Regions from separate parts of the Mus musculus genome. Here all the other regions are linked to region 1. The links are chromatin contacts, called in public HiChIP or PLAC-seq maps. All regions are on one chromosome and are shown on one strand. Each heading gives the region's core, a stretch centred on a gene start, on an enhancer-like site or on the middle of the called end of the contact. The rest is flanking DNA. Distances are from core to core; before and after follow the strand shown. Region 1 overlaps Ltbp1 (latent transforming growth factor beta binding protein 1). Region 2 overlaps Ttc27 (tetratricopeptide repeat domain 27). Region 3 overlaps Ltbp1 (latent transforming growth factor beta binding protein 1).

Region 1 (2,965 bases), core at 192-2,691:
TTTTGTTTTTTGAGATAGGGTTTCACAATATAGCCCAACTTGGGGAGGAACTCATGTTCCTCCAGCTTTAATTTTTCTGAGTGCTAATACTACAGATGTGCATCATCATCGTTACAGATGTGCACCATCATTACAGATGTGCACCATCATTACAGATAGGTATCATCCTTACAGATGTATATTATTGCAGGTGTATATTATCATTACAGATGGGCATCATCATCATTACAGATGTGCACCATCATTACAGATGTATATCATTACAGATGTGCACCATCATTACAGACGTGCATCATTATTACAAATGTGTATCACTATTACAGATGTGTATCATACTTGACTCAAATTGTTTTTCTTAAAAAAAGAAAGATGAGGTGTTGGAGCAAAGGCCAGGATTTAAAGCACATAGTGTTCTTACAGAGGACCTGAGTTCCATCCCTAGCACCTACGTCACGTAGCTCACGACCACATGTAACTTTAGTTCCAGGAGTCTGACCCCTCTCTGGTCTCCAAGGTTCCTGCACTCGAGTGAACATACCTACACACATACATACATACACATAATTAAAAGAAAAGTATCAAATGTAATAAGGAGACATATATTGACTGTTGGTAATAGATGTGTAGATGTCTGCTTTAACATGTCTAGATGTTAAACCTTTTGTATTTTTCTACTTTTCAAGAAAACTCAATGTTTTAATTATCAGACAAAAGGCAACTGGGAGCAAAATAAAGTCATGATAATAAAGTGGGGTCTGTTGCAGCTGGCAGAAATTGCCACCAAGACAAAATGAACTTGAGGCTTGCAGAATGTCACCATTTCAAGATCTGGGCGAACAGGGTGGGTTGCAAAAGTCCCTCTATCCTCACATCCCAGGCTGGCCTTGCAAAAGCACATTTGTCATTTGAATCCGTCAAAACTGGATCAATGCTCCATTTTGGGCCCAAATGGTAAACAGTTTCAAATTTCTCTCCGCTGGCAGCTACTCTGGGGTTGACAAAGATAATCCTAAAGTTCTCTCAAAGTTCAGTGACTTTATTTTTAGGAAGTGACCCATGGCCTGAAGCCCCGCCTCCTTTGCTTTTCATCTAAAAGCATAGCCCTTAGTTATATTTAAAGCCTGCCCCAGCCCACACAGCTCACTGTGACTCCCTGCCCCGTGCCTTTCTCTCCAAACAAGTTGCAGCATGTCTGCCACATATGTCCTGGGTGGAAATGTGAGCTGAGCTGTGTCTTCGATGATCTAAGGCAGCAGGTGAGAAGTTGCCCCCTGTGTGGCTTCAGGGCTCTGCCCAGCTGCCCTTTGAAGTTATTCAACACGAAGGAATATCAGAACACGAGAATCGTACGGTGAGTTCACAAGTTGACGACTGAGCTAACTTCTCCTGTACCAAACCCAAATAAATAATGTGATTTCCTTGTAAACAGCTCTGAGTCAGCATACTCCTCAATCCCTAAAGAGAAAAAGACTAGCATCATAACCTCCCAATGACTGACGTAGCCAGTCATAATGAATTCCACATAACTGAATCTTCTAGAAAGATGAATTTCACATTTCAACAAGCACCGAGTCGACTTTATAGAGTTTTCATCGATGTGGAAACCCACTCGAAATACATGAGATTGTGTCCGTGTGTATCACACAGTGTCAGTAGTAGGTCTGCTGGCCTCATCCCCACCTCTCTCTCTGAATCAGACTGGCACATCTCACAGCCTTTCTTGACGTTGAATACCCAACCACACGATTTGCCGTGCAAAGCGACAATTTCACCAAGTAGGTGGCTGAGTAAGTTGCCAGGAATGCAAGTACCCAAGGCCACATGCAGGATCAGAGGTCTCCAAAGCAGAGTTGCTCAGGGCCTCATTCTGGGGTTTGAGGCCTTCGTGTCACTCAGCCTCCCAGTGCTGTGAGCTCTACCCTGAGCTTAGCAGGAACGGAGATTCCATAGGATTTACTCTAACATGGGTAGTTAGCTAACATGGGTAGTTAGCTAACATGGGTAGTTATTTAACATGGGTAGTTAGCTGGGATGAATTTGTCTCTTCTGATGCTACCAATAACTGTCAGGCCAATGAGCTCCAGGGGTCTGGCTTCTGGGTCATCCCCACTCCATTCCCAGAACTGAAATTACAGACCTGGGCCACTGTGCCCAGCTTCTCCACGGATGCTGGGAATCCAAACTTAGCTCCTCATGCTTGCCCAGCAAGGCACTTTACTGATGAGCCATCTCTGCCATCCTGGCAGATGCATTTAGAGAGTGCCTTGGCAGCATGTTTCAGGGATTTCATACCCTCATTTCTAGGCATGTGCCCTAACAATGTAAAAGAAAAATTACTGTGCCCAGACATATGTTCTGCTATCCTCAGCAGGGTTATTCACACCAACAAAAAACTTCACAGGAATCATAAAAGGTTGACCAAATAGGGTTAGTGTAGAGCCACTGAAAATCAAAACTATAAAATGATACACGTTTCTAGAGTGTTCAGAGATTCTAGCATGAGTTAGAATGGTGAAATTTCGCTACTGACTCAGCCACTTCTCAAATACCTCAGAGTTAAACTCATTGCCCAGAGGGACTCTCTGAGTCCTCCCTCACTCAACGAGCATGCTTTGTACAGATGAGCACTTCTAAAACACCACGGCTCTAAAATCCCAAACTGTTAAAGTACCAACATGATAGATACCATAAGGAGAACAGTACATCTGATGCCATATGCTAGCTCAAACCGGAGATACATGAAAAATATCATACAGTACAACTTCCAGGCAATGTATGTAATATATACATCAGGCTTAAGTAAATTCCAACCCAGAAGATACTTCATTCTGTATATGCAGATATAACAAAATCCAGGAGAGAAAAATCCAAATGCAAGCATTTTTGGATCAGGATTGTTTATCCTGAACGTCAACTAGCCAAAAGCCTTCTTTGGGGTCCACTTTTGTGACAAAGGGATGAGTGT
Region 2 (2,965 bases), core at 339-2,838, 240 kb after region 1:
ATCTTGGCCCTGGACTCATACAAAGCTCTCAGCTTTAAACTTCAGGGTCTCCCAGTTGCTATCAGCTGACTCACTACAATGTCTTTATTTTTTCTTTCTCAATGGAGGTCTTTAGAATCTGAAGAACTGTGGACAATGCTTAGCATGTCTTTTACTTTGTTTTTAAATTATTACTTAAATGCCCATTATCAATGATGACTGATGGGGCCAGTGAGATGGCTCAGCAAGTAATAGCATTTATCCCACAAACCAGACAACCTAACCTGAGTTTGATGGCCAGAACCCATGTCAAAAAAAAAAAAAAAAATCCAGCTGTGGGGAAACACATCTAAGGTCTACAAGCCTATTAGACGCACAGCCCGCATAGCCGGGCAGCTTTGTAAGCTAGCCATCTTGATACTCATGACAAGGGATGTACCTAAAGATGAAAGAAAAAACCAATTTCTGCAAGTTGTCTGCTGATCTCCACATGCATGCTAAGTCAGTCACACATGCATGTGTGCTCGAGTACAGGTGTACACGTACACACACACACACTGCGCGAGCACACACGCGGCACACACGCACCAATACAATATATATTAAATAAATGAGTCAAGATGCCTCAAAACTTTCACACAAGTCCTCAAAATACAGCTGAATTCTTTAAGCTCCAAAATTACTACGACTTAGCCCAGAGCTGTCAGGTGGGTAAGAAAGAGCTTAGCTTCATTACCTGCTCTGGTGGCTACACTTTTTATAAGTTTAATAATATTTATTTCTAGATATCCAAAATGAGACTGCTTCAACATGTTAATATATGAACCACTTGAGAAGTTTTATATCCGCCTTCTCCCTGCCAAGTCTTTTAAGTCTGATGTGTAACCAGGACTTGCAGCATTGCCTCTAGGAGACACAGCACTGTCTCCTCCCTTTAAAGTGAATCCACAGCCCTGGCTAAGGGACTACTGAAGTAGAAATTTCTGGTTTCTTTAACAACTCAGTCATGTCACGTGACTTTTTTGGGAAGCTATCTTGTGATATTTTACTGAAAACAAACACTTGAGAGAGCACGTGATGCCTAGAAAGAATATAAATAGAATCCCACAGACAGTGAGAGAGATATGCTCTTGCATTGTTATTTGTGTGACACTTCACTTCTTCACTGGTCTTCTTTAGACTTTGCTTTGTAGAGAGAAATGCATCAAAGAACCTCTTGTGGTATTCTGGCTGATTCTGGCCACTTCTACTGACTCATCCTGATTCAGCTAAGCCTTGCTGTTTATGTTGGACTGAGTCACCACTACTGATTTGTGTTTGGTGTTTGCTACTGAACTGGACTGCTGGTATCCTGACAACAAAGAGTGGAACTGCCTCAATGAACTACTAAACAGGTCTATAATTCTCTTTTGCTATTTTAACCTTCTTTTTTATCCCCTACCTCTGATCAGTGGGCTAGAAGGGAGGTTGAAATATTTAAGAACCCCAACTAAAGTAGGTTTTGAAAAATCTAAGAATACAGGTGGCACTCAACATGGCCTAGGCATAATGGGTAACTCTGCTACTTCTTGTATAGAGGAATAGGCAAGTTTTGATGGCTTAGCAATGTTGTGTAAGGAGGATGGCAAAATAAGAGAAACTGCCACTGGGTTGTTTCCTGCCTTGCTCCTGGAGGGGGTTCTCTGGTTTTGGTTCATAGGTTTCATGCATACCATTTTGAAAAAGATTATGGGGAAAGCTGAAAACTCAGAAGGCTCAGTCAATTCTCTTGGGTTAGAAAGGATTGCACGGTTGGCTATGCACTTAGAGTGTGTGGACAGAGGCTGAAGTGCTTGGAAAGCAAAAAGAGCCAGTGAGAGGAGAACAACACCACTGTTCGGCTTGGTGTCTGAGACAGAAATTTACCACACGATGAGAGAGGGAAGCAAACTAGGCTAGAAGACAACCTTGCCCTGCCCATGCACTTTGACTTATAGGTGCCCAGAGCACCTCCATGAGACAAGGGTTGAGGAAGAGCAAGAGGCACTACAGGGACAGGTTAGTATCCAGACAAGTGCACTGCCAGAGCATGTGCTTGGGGCTGCACAGGTACTTTCAGCTTTCCCAGGCTTTGTACAAATCTGATCTGATGATGTCATAATTGACGATGTTGTGTTGCTGCGTTAAGAGCTTGGGATGTGACTGAGCAGCCAGGGGGACAATCCATCTCATTCACTAAGGTAATACATGGCCCTGGGGAAGCCTTTATTGACTTCTTACAGATCAGGTTCAGCTATAAACAGACCAAATCAGACCCTGAAACCAGAGAGTACATTGACAGAGATCTTGGCATTTGAAAATGCAAATATTAAATGTAAGAGGTCAGTCAGTCCATTGAAAGCACAAGGAGCACCAATACACAAATGGATAAGAGAGACAATTGGTGCTGGCCTTCAGGAGCACCATGCCAATGTTATAGGAACCAAAATGCCCAGTGCTTTGTAATGAATTTGGTCATTTCAAGAAACTGTAAAAATAAAAGATTCAGGTCTCAAAATAGCAAGTGCATTAAGTCTGGAGAATATGGCATTCATAGACAAGAATAAGGAGGTTCTGGCTGCTATGAAACACAAAAGCTTCCAGGGTATTGTAGCCACTGTAGAAAGGGCAAACACTGGTCTAAAGATTGTAGGTCCAAGATATTCATAAGACATAACCTTACAGTTGGGAAACGAACCGAGCGGGCTTTCAGTTTGAGACCCTGGAGCAAACAATAAGAGCCATCTTCCTTTGGTCAGCCAGGAAATACCAAGTGGACAAGAAGATCAAAACTAAGTATTTCTGATCTTATAGATGCAGCTCAGGATCTTGCCAAAGATACATCTCTTACACTACCCCCCAAATTTCAATATTACAGGCTAACCACTGGTGTTTATGATCCTTTACTTTCAGGGATAGTAGGAATCTTGGGAAATTTTATTGTGCACCCAGGTATTATAAGTGGGAA
Region 3 (2,965 bases), core at 276-2,775, 190 kb before region 1:
CCATCATTTGAGTATATCCATGATAGGCTGTAAATGGCGGGAAGAAAAGCATTCATTATGATTTAAGTTCTTGTGATCGGAAGCTGCTAGATGTGGTGCCATTTACCACACCAATAGATTGACCATTTACAAGCTATGAGTACCAACAGAGACTTCCGCCTCATGCTTGCATGCTTGTTCTCAGTGTGCTTCCTATTGCACTAGCTGTATTCCTAGGAAGTTGACAGGAAACCTTTACTGTATTAACTGAACGTTAAGACTGCTTTGTATTATCTTCTAATTCGTTATTAAATATTCCCATCATAAGATGCATTCCCCTACAGATACTTGTTTCAAGAAACAGTGGGCTAACAGGGGAAACATTGGCATGTGGAAGTTGCTTCATTCATCCATTGGCCTCAAGTCCAGTGTTGTCCCCTACAATGAAGACACCAATGTGGGTGCCTACAGAAACCGGGACCTCAGTTGCGAGTCCTTCAGTGACAAAAGGATCATATTCAGCAGTCTCTTCAAGGCATGGAGCCAGACCAGATGACCTTGTCTCCCTCTGCTTAGGATTCTAAGCCAATTTTCTTCTAAAACTTTGAGGAGACAATCGACTTGTTCACACTAAGCACATCGCTAATAGATGATAAACTAGTTAATGAAACAATTTGTAGATTTAAAATTGAGTTTTCAATAGCAAAAAGAAAATTATTGACAATGAAAGGTTTTTGCATGAGGCTAAACAAAACTTCATTAAATGAAAGCCACGTGAAAGTTGAGGTTTGAACTATTTGGAGAAAAACAAAACAAAGTACAAACTAAACAAGGTCATGGAACCCCAACCATCATATATAGAAGCCAAGGACCGTCTGCTCTCTTCCAGCATGAATACCATTTAGAGAGTAGTGCCAAACAAGGGAAGGAAAGATCTTAAGAAGAATGTGACCTTGAGTGTGCTGCTTGCTGGTGAGTCACTTCAGACAGTATAAGCACAGCAAATGCCAGGATGTGAGAGTTCACCTCACTCCTCATCCCTACCACTCTGAAACCAAAGCCATCTCTTCAATTCAGACATCAAATGAGCCACGGGCTTATTTTCACCAACGTTTTTGTTAAAAAGGGCGACTCTGTACTTTCCCATTCCGCTGAAGTCATCGTCAGTACTGAGCTGTGGCGCTAACAACACCATATAAAGCAGTGGGTTCCTGCCCAGATGATGCAATGCTAGAAACAAATGGCTGGAGGTCAGGAATAATAATAGCCTTAGGAATTAAGGGGGGAGATGATGTGAACCCCTTTACTCCTAACATCTGTCACTCTCGGCTCCTTTGGAATTTAGAAAAGAGAAAAAAATAGAAATAGCTAAGATTGGAGAAAAGGCACAAAGCAGCCAACAAATGGAAAAAGAAAAATAAAGGGGAAGAAGAAAAATATATAAAGAAACAGAAGGAGACCAGAACGCAGGTTGGAGGATCCTCTCTCACCCCCATCCTTAGACCTAACAGGGGGAAACATGTCTCTACCACAACAGCATTAGACAAACACACATGACAAATGAATGGGGCAGATGGCAGTGTGCTTTTAGCCATTTAGATACAGATTCCAGGTTAATGACTCATCAGAATCAACAGCGAATGACAGCGGGAGGCAGTCACGTTTGTGTCACCCCAACTCTAAAACACCAAGTTCTTCAAATAATTTCAAATGTATCCCAGAGGTCCCTTCAGTCAGAGAACCAAAATAATTTAGGTAAACAGGTCTTTAAGTAATGTGGGATCGTTATCATTCAACCAGCCTGCTTCGTGGAAATCCATCTAACTAACCATCATCCGGCCCCCTTGGAAAATCCATGTGAGACATTCTTTGACTACTGAGGATCTCATGGGACTTTTTTCTCTCTTTAAGGAAGAACCAATGTTCACAAACTTTAGCAGGAATTTCTAACAAACGCTAAGTAGTGTCAACAAATTGAATGAATACTTCAGGTAATCAGAGACCCTGTATGTTTGAGAAACTAGGAATCAGAAGGGCAGACAAAGGAAGAGGTGGTTTACAGAAAATTACCATGCTGGGAGAGTAGTTTTAAAAAGACAAGTAGTAGGTTTTTTAGGTTAAACAAAAAGGTTTAAAGGGCAAGTGAGAAGTTGGAGAGATGGCTCAGTAGTTAAGAGCACTTGTTGCTCAGTTTCCAGCATCTACACGGTGGCTCATGCCATACATAACTCTACTTCTAGGGGATTTGACACTTTCTTCTGAACTCTGTGGGTACCAGGCACAAATGGGATACACATATAAGCATGCAAGCAAAACATGCATATATATAAAATAAAAATACTTAAAAGGGTTTTAAAGACAAGCAAGAGTATCAATTCAGTCGATAAATAAACATCATCTGACTGTAGCAAATGAGATGTCCCTTTAAGATGAGAGGGAGAGACAATTATAAAAGTCTTTATAAAAGCTTTATGAAACTGATGACTGAGAAGAAAAAAAGGAAGAAAAAGTCAGTTGGGGGGGGGGGAAGAACAGAAGTTTAATAAAACTCACCCTGAAACAAGTTAGTACTGCCTTTCTAAAATGTGTTTCTTTGAAATCTGTCAGAGTTAAGACTACATTCAAAGACAGAGCTATCATCTTTTGTAGAGAAGAGGGCAATGGATTGATGTAAACCTGGATTTATTCAAGTAACAGTTTCTGTAAAACACTCTGAGGGCTAATCACAGCGTGTTGGCACTAGGGACTGGGGCAGTGCAAAGCAGACTTAAGAAAAAGGGGCCACATATTAGGTTCAATAATTACACATTCTTTTTTCGCAGATCTGTAAGCAATCAATTCCCCATCTGAGCTTCTTTGTATGAAGGAGATCTGCAGCAGAATGAAATGTGTAGCTCAAGTTGAGAAGACTCACAACATTTTCACTTAAAGAGTCTAACCTAATGAATAGTAACTGTACTGACTTTTTTTAAATAGGGTTTGTAAT

Evidence for each region. HiChIP or PLAC-seq counts read pairs in DNA pulled down with a chosen protein or histone mark.
Region 2: a contact with region 1 is called in a FOXA1 HiChIP or PLAC-seq map of pancreatic cancer cells. The contact joins two enhancer-like sites. A contact is called at or near these places in 2 of 484 Hi-C or Micro-C datasets (embryonic stem cells and ventricular fibroblasts), 3 of 115 datasets of contacts at active chromatin or transcription factors (the NIH/3T3 cell line, embryonic stem cells and pancreatic cancer cells) and 1 of 9 other capture datasets (embryonic stem cells).
Region 3: an HNF4G HiChIP or PLAC-seq map of pancreatic cancer cells shows a contact between it and region 1. The contact joins two enhancer-like sites. A contact is called at or near these places in 1 of 15 datasets of contacts at CTCF or cohesin (the NIH/3T3 cell line) and 1 of 115 datasets of contacts at active chromatin or transcription factors (pancreatic cancer cells).

What each region holds. Positions count from the first base shown.
Region 1 is chr17:75,055,042-75,058,006 of GRCm38.p6, reverse strand. The region is part of intron 2 of Ltbp1 (latent transforming growth factor beta binding protein 1); the gene reads right to left. Among named protein-coding and RNA genes, the nearest start is that of Ltbp1, 51 kb to the right of the region's middle. Within about 2 kb of position 1,441, at least 45 of the 459 cell types and tissues checked have an H3K27ac peak or open chromatin away from gene starts, as enhancers often do. A contact at or near this core is called in the NIH/3T3 cell line and pancreatic cancer cells, where this site is marked.
Region 2 is chr17:74,818,069-74,821,033 of GRCm38.p6, reverse strand. The region is part of intron 13 of Ttc27 (tetratricopeptide repeat domain 27); the gene reads right to left. Among named protein-coding and RNA genes, the nearest start is that of Ttc27, 100 kb to the right of the region's middle. Within about 2 kb of position 1,588, at least 48 of the 459 cell types and tissues checked have an H3K27ac peak or open chromatin away from gene starts, as enhancers often do. A contact at or near this core is called in pancreatic cancer cells, where this site is marked.
Region 3 is chr17:75,249,406-75,252,370 of GRCm38.p6, reverse strand. It overlaps Ltbp1 (latent transforming growth factor beta binding protein 1), which reads right to left. Exons shown (of 34, transcript NM_019919.4): 9 at 1-27. Among named protein-coding and RNA genes, the nearest start is that of Rasgrp3, 190 kb to the left of the region's middle. Within about 2 kb of position 1,525, at least 38 of the 459 cell types and tissues checked have an H3K27ac peak or open chromatin away from gene starts, as enhancers often do. A contact at or near this core is called in the NIH/3T3 cell line and pancreatic cancer cells, where this site is marked.